Linked DNA regions of Mus musculus: region 1 is linked to region 2. The links are chromatin contacts, called in public promoter capture Hi-C maps. All regions are on one chromosome and are shown on one strand. The core of a region is the stretch at or near the end of the contact, and the rest is flanking DNA. Distances in the headings are between cores, read along the strand shown. Region 1 has its middle 14 kb from the start of Ino80. Region 2 holds the start of Chac1 (ChaC, cation transport regulator 1).

Region 1 (3,501 bases), core at 447-2,946, 140 kb after region 2:
AGCTACTTCTCTTGCTGTGATAAAATATCATGACCAAAGCAAATTTAAAGAAAGAGAGGGTTTTGTGTAGGCTCCAGAGGAACAGGAGTCCTTTATGGAGGCGAAGTGGTAAGCATTGTGGCTAGAGTAGCAAGCTTAGAGCTTGCAGTTTGAACCAACAGCAAGAATCAGAGAATGAAATGGCAATGGTGTGTGGCTTTTAAGTCTCAAAAGTCCCCAGGTATGTATTTCTTCCAGAAAGAACACACCCCCTAAACTTATCTTAATAGGACATCCACTGGGGACTGAGTATTTAAACATCTGAGCCTAAGGGGACATTCTCATCATCTCAGAAGGTCACTGTGCCTCATTCTTCAAGACTGAAGAATGGGAGATTGAATTGGGATTTGTAACTGAGCTACATAATGAACTTTCTAAAACACTAAGGCATGGTAGCAGGTGTTCTTAACCCCAACACTGGAGAAATGTAGGCAGTGTTAATCCCACTGGGAACACCACTACCACAATTTTGAGCCACATTTAAAGCAAGCTTTAATTAAATATCTGCCAGAAAGATGGACTCTGGTCAGGTCCATTCCTGGGTTCCCAGAAAATGGTGAAGAGTCACATCCAGTGGCATAAAAAGGCAACCCATAAGGCCACTGTATTTCCCATCAGATTCGACCAGGGGCAAGCTTATATGCTAACATACTTCCTGCCTATGTACCTCTGCCTACATCCAATCAGGCAAGTGTACAACATCCTAACAGATTTCCTGTGGATTACATGTGACCAAGCGCATCCAGTGTGGTTGTTTTCCCCCATAAAGAATTGCCGCCAGCATTTCAGGAGATATCTGTCATTGGGCAAGGGGCTTACAGGTTAGAAGGACTTTTCTTTCATGAGTCTCTTAGGCACAATAATTAAAACTTAAAACAACATTGGCTCTCAAAGCCAGAGCATCTTCAGCTAAATAGCCAGTTGAAGCTTAGCCTGAGCTCTGTGAAAGCCCCTTCTGGTTAAGGTGGGGATATGTAAAATACGCACCTTAGTTCCTAGTGCCAGAGTCCTAAACCGAACACTGATTACTATATAAAAACAGTTTTCTCTTCTAAGAGTTTTGAACCTTTTCCACTCTAAAGTTGATTCTCTTTTCTGTTTTTATTTTCAGTTCTGGGAATAGAACTTGACCTCCCTAATGCCAGTGTTTTAGGCAAGCAATCTACCACTGAGCCCCCTAAAGCTAACATACCAAACAGAACACATTCTTCCTGTGGTCAAACTAGCCACACCCTGACTACACTTCCCCATTCAAATTCCTTTAATTATGGATAGCAAATACCTGTGTATATGGATAGTATAGCCTGTGGGCAGGCTATACATTGTTAAGAAAATGCCAGCTGTATAATGTTACTCTGGCACAATAATTAGTTTGGGGCTCAAGAAACCAGAGCACCACAGGTTATGTGAGGTGGCGTAGCTAGTTGAGATGGCTGTGTGCAGGCTTTATTTTAGCATTTCAGGGTTATAAGAGATGGAATCTTGTTCACACCAGCACAGTGAGTTGCTGAAAGGTCTAATTCACTTGATAGGTGGCTGACTTAATCAGGGTTACACCATGACCAAAGCAACTTGGGGAGGAAAGAGTTTATTTGGCTTACAATTCCACAGCACTGTTTATCCGGAAGGAAGTCAGGACAGAAACTCACACAGGACAGAAACCTTGAGGCAGAAGCTGACACAGGAGCTATGGAGGAGGGCTGCTTTACTGACTGCCTCCTCACGTCTTACTCAGCCTGCTTTCTTAGAGAGCCAGGAACGCCAGCCCAGAGGTGACATCACTCCTCTCAGATGACTATAGCTTGTGTCAAGTTAACAACAACAACAAAAAAGGCAGCACAGTGGTCATTGACTTAGCACACTGTAGAGCCTGGGGACGTGGGGGAGGATAGACGAGGATTGTGCCTTCCTGAAGTTACAGTTGTGCTTTCCTCCCTTCAGGTGCAGCCTGCAGCACTGTAGCAGAAAAGCACTTGCTTGAGGTGATCTGTAGACTTCTTGTTTTAAATTCACTGGACTTTTTTTTTTTATTATTGCTTTGAGGTACTGGGAGTTGTACCCAAAGGAACTGTCCTGGAACTCACTCAGTAGTCCAGTCTGTCCTCGAACTCAGAAACCTGCCTGCCTCTGCCTCCCAAATGTTGGGATTAAAGGCATGTGCCAGTCGGGCGTGGTGACACACGCCTTTAATCCCAGCACTTGGGAGGCAGAGGCAGGTGGATTTCTGAGTTCGAAGCCAGCCTGGTCTATAGAGTGAGTTCCAGGACAGCCAGGGCTTCGCGTGCACCACCACTGCCCAGATAATCCTGGAACTCTTTATGTAGACCAGACTGGCCTTGAACTGACAAGACCCACCTGACAAAACTCTGCCTGTTGATTGCTGGGCCATCACACCCAGCCTAAATGAAGTATTTCTTAAATACTGTGGTATATTATATGGTCTAGCATGACACTGTTGTGTTTGAAGTGATATGAGAAAACATACAGGGGGTAAAGCTATAGCTTAATGGTAAAACATTTACCTAGCATATGTAGAGCCCTACAGTCAATCTCCAGTACTTTAAAGGGGGAGGGGGTAGTGCCCACATTTAATACTCAGGAGCCAGAGGCAGGTGGACCTCTGTGGGTTTGAGGCCACCCTGGTCTCCAAAGTGGGTTCTAGGTCAGTGGTGAGGCTTTGTCTCAAGAAGAAAAATAATTCACAGGGATTTTATCCTCACCCAATTGTCTTGAACTTACTTCCTCTTGTGTAACTAAACTTGTTAATCCCTCAGTAACCTTCCAGTTCACTGCCTGAAGCTTGAAAGGTGAGCTGTGGGGCTCAGCCAGTGGTCTAAGATGTGCTGGTCTCAGCCAGCCGTGGTGGCAGTGCATGTGGCAGCAGTCCAGCAGAGGCAGGCGGATCTCTGTGAGTTCAAGACCAGCCTGGTTTACAGAGTGAGTTCCAGGACAGCCAGGGCTATACAGAGAAACCCTGTCTCAGAAAACAACAAAACAATAACAAATACAACAACAAATTACACACACACACACACACACACACACACACACACACACACACACACACACACATATATATATATATATATATATATATATATATCAGTCTCTTCCTTGTTAGTATGGCTGGTAATAGTAAAAGTTCACTCTTTCTAGAATGTATGTATGTGTGTGTGTATATATATATATATACATATATGTGTGTGTGTATATGTGTGTGCGTATATGTGTGTGCGTGTGTGTGTGTTTCTTCCTTGTTAGTATGGCTGATTAAATAGTGAAAGTTCACTCCTTCTAGAATCAAATGGCTCCTGATTCAACTGCCTGTGATTTTAAGTCAGTTTGAATAAACAACCAGGAATGTCCACAAGTCTTCTATTAAATTCTCCATTATCTCTTCTGCTCTCCATCCTTCAGACCTTATAATCAGATTTAGGGTATTGCAGAATGTGTAGTCTATCA
Region 2 (3,419 bases), core at 364-2,863:
CTCAGGCATGTATGTATAGTAATTCCAGGTCAGTCCAGCTAGAGGATAGTGGAAGAGAGAGAGAGAGAGAGAGAGAGAGAGAGAGAGAGAGAGAGAGGCAATTGTGTAGACACTTTTGGGATGGATCTCTTTTGGGATGGATCTACCCTGTGCATACAATTTTGAGTTAAATAAGGAGACTCACTGAGTTTCCACTTCCAGGGAGCTCACTCTTGTTTGTTCACCCTAGTGAAAGGCCTTCTGCTCTTTGTTTCCCTTTCCCAATGAGAGATGCCCAGAGAGGCTGCCTCTTGCTGCTGCCTAGGAAGCAAAACTCGACCTCTCCTCCATCCTGCAGTTTGGGGTGGCACTGGCTCCACCAGAGAGGGTGAGCTCTTGGGGAGACAGATCCTGAGACCTGCCAATGGTGACTGTTTTTTTTTTTTTTTCCCCTCTATTTTTTGAGACAGGGTTTCTCTGTGCAGCCCTGGCTGTCCTGGAACTCACTCTATAGACCAGGCTGGCCTGGAATTCAGAAATCCACCTACCTGCCTCTGCCTCCCAAGTGCTGGGATTAAAGGAGTGTGACACCACTACCTAGCCCAATGGTGACTCTTGCAGGGTTCAGGCAGAGAGGAACTTCCAAGGAGATGGCTGGTGCCTGGTTGCCCACGTCAGTGCCAGGGCCCATACCCACTGCCTGGCAAGAAGCTATGGGAAAAGGCTGCAGGTGCCCTTAGTCCTCTGTGCTGTCCTTAACCAACGTTTCTCCAAACTTTGGTACCTATGTAAATTGCCCACTGCTGCAAGATCTCAAGCTAGAGAGAATGAAACCCGTACCCATGGGGTGAAAGTGGCCTGGCATTCTTCTCTTTGTAGCTTTGTACCACAGGTACTAACAGTCATCCTCAATGTGACTACTCTGCCCAAGGCTGTCTAGTTTTGACTTTTCTTCTAACCCGCCTGAACTCAGGGGTCTCACATTTGGCCCGGGTGTAGCCGTCACGTGAGGCCTGCATGCTTGTGCCAACCAGTCTGACTCAACTACAGCCTTTGCAAAACCCCTTACCACCCCGTGACTCAGTTTCTCCAGCTGTTCACGTGGGCAACAGTATGAGGCACCAGAGTGGAATGCGGAGGGTGTCCAAAACAGCTTCTCTGCAGTGCGTGCTTTTAGGCGGGGCCCCAAAGGCAAGAATTCGTGCCGCCCAAAGTATTCCTACTGGTCGTGCCCTGCACTGGCCACTGCTTTGGGCGGCAATGATTCTGCCAGGTGCACCGGCTGGACTGCAGGGATGACACCGTTTAGACCACTGAGAGGGCCTTCCCGGGAGACGGCGGGTGCCCGCGCCCATTCTAAGGCCCGTTCCCGGTGCCAGCAGCCTGACGCAATCTGACTCGCCCTTGCTGCATGCCAGTTCTGGGGAAACCTTCCCTGCCGTTGCATCACTCCTGCCAGGTCTGCCACGGGAGGAGGAGCCGAACCAATCAGCACGCGCGTTGGCCCTGGGGCGGGCTGCTCTGGTACCCACTCGGAGGGCGGCGCGGTTAACCGAGAAGCAAAATCTAAAGGTGATTGGCCAGAAAGAGATTTGCCCCGCCCCAATCATAGGGACAGCTGGAGGCAGTCTGAGGGCCTTCCTGGCCGGAGGGTTTAAAGAGCGCCTCTGGAGGGACCACTCAGCTGGAACGACCGATCGGTGCCAGGCCAGGTGTACGCGTCCGTCGGTCCTTCCGTGCCCGTGCCGGAGACCAGTCTCGGAGGCCACCCGGGTCCGTCCCTGCGCCCGGCACCATGAAGCAGGAGTCCGCATCCCAGAGCACTCCGCCTCCTTCACTGTCCCCTGCACCATCATCCGCGCAGCCTTCCTGGGGGGATGGCGACCCCCAAGCCCTGTGGATTTTCGGGTACGGCTCCCTAGTGTGGAAGCCGGACTTTGCCTATAGTGACAGCCGTGTGGGCTTCGTTCGTGGCTATAGCCGACGGTTCTGGCAGGGAGACACCTTCCATAGGGGCAGCGACAAGATGGTGAGCATCCTTCTGTGCCCAGAGGAGTGGAGTGGGGTTGGCAGGAGAGTGGGCACTCGTATCCTGGAGTGGCAGGGACCCTGGGCTAACTAAGAGAAAATTGTAAACCTGGTTTGTGGTTTAAATTTGTGTGCCTGGAAATCAGGTTGGTGATTGCACCTGTGGATTCTTGTGCTGGTTACTAATCTGGGCCGCTCGTTGTTTGTCTCTTCCACATCTGCCCATCACTCCATGTCACTCGATGAAAGGTCCTCTCCCAGGCTTGGGGCTTAGGCTGGCACTCTTTCCTCCTCTTCCTTCTCTTCCTCTTCTTCCTTTCCCTCTTCCTCCTCTTCCTCTTCTCTTCCTCTCCCTCTTCCTCCTTGTTCTTCTCTTCCTCTTCCTCCTCCTCCTCCTTTTCCTCCTCCTCTTCTCCCCCCTCTTTTTCCCCCTCCTCCATCTTACCTATTTCTTGCTATGTGGCCTCAAACTTGTGACAAATCTCTCTCTCTGGTGCTGAAGTGCTGGAACTACAGGTTCAAGTCACAACAGGACTAAAGGTGTGTGTGTGTGTGTGTGTGTGTGTGTGTGTGTGTGTGTGTGTGTGTGTGTTGCTGGAGATTGAATCTAAGGTCTTGTGCATGACAGGCAAGCCCCCCATGTCAATAAGGTTCATTCATAGTCCTTTCGGAAGTGCTAATATCTAATTTGTCTTTTTCAAAACCTTTCTTCCCTGTCTAGCCTGGCCGAGTGGTGACCCTCCTTGAAGACCGTGAGGTAAGTGTGCAGTCAAGAAGAGAATCCTGGGGTCTGATGTATCAGGGTGCAGAGGGTCAGAGCTCTTGTGTGGGGAGAGTGGAAGTGTAGCTAGCTTACTCCATGCTTCTTGGAGAATCACTTGAGGGAGGGTCTTATTAAGATGGATTTCTGTGAGTTCAGAGTTATTCTTGGTTACATAATGAATCCTGGGTCAGACACCCTGTACTATATGAGACGTCTCAAAATAAACAAAACTCAAGGGAAATAGGGTGAAGGGTATTGCTTCTGGGTGGCTCAGCAGCCAGTCAAACACGTTAGTTTTTTTTTAAAGCTTCATGGAGAAATGGCTCAGGAGTCAGAAGCACCTTCTGCTTCTCCAAAGGGCCTGGATTTGATACCCAGCACCCACACAGTAACTCACAATCTGTAGCTCCAGTTCCAGGGAATCAGACTCTTCTGACTGACCACCAAGATCACAGGTCGCCAGGCACACACGTCCATACACATAAAACTTCAAAATTACATCTATTTGTACATGCACGCATGTGCACACGCTGTAGGTCAGATGTGGAAGCAAGACGACAAGATGGAAGTCGATTCTTTCCTCCGACCATTCATGTCCCAGGGATTGGACTTAGGTTATCTGATCATCAGGCATGGTAGCAACTACCTC

What was found. Promoter capture Hi-C pulls out the DNA fragments that hold promoters and counts their contacts.
Region 1: a promoter capture Hi-C map of trophoblast stem cells shows a contact between it and region 2, with 2.0 times the contacts expected there. The contact joins the enhancer-like site here to the promoter of Chac1 in region 2. A contact is called at or near these places in 9 of 39 promoter capture datasets (cranial neural crest, embryonic stem cells, hematopoietic stem and progenitor cells and 1 more), 1 of 15 datasets of contacts at CTCF or cohesin (embryonic stem cells), 8 of 484 Hi-C or Micro-C datasets (embryonic stem cells and induced pluripotent stem cells), 4 of 115 datasets of contacts at active chromatin or transcription factors (embryonic stem cells and large pre-B cells) and 3 of 9 other capture datasets (adipose tissue, embryonic stem cells and pancreatic islet).

Annotation. Positions count from the first base shown.
Region 1 is chr2:119,490,360-119,493,860 of GRCm38.p6, forward strand. No RefSeq gene overlaps it. Among named protein-coding and RNA genes, the nearest start is that of Ino80, 14 kb to the left of the region's middle. Within about 2 kb of position 1,697, at least 29 of the 459 cell types and tissues checked have an H3K27ac peak or open chromatin away from gene starts, as enhancers often do. A contact at or near this core is called in trophoblast stem cells, where this site is marked.
Region 2 is chr2:119,349,629-119,353,047 of GRCm38.p6, forward strand. Chac1 (ChaC, cation transport regulator 1) reads left to right here and starts at 1,614. Exons shown (of 3, transcript NM_026929.4): 1 at 1,614-2,008; 2 at 2,729-2,764. The coding sequence starts at 1,775.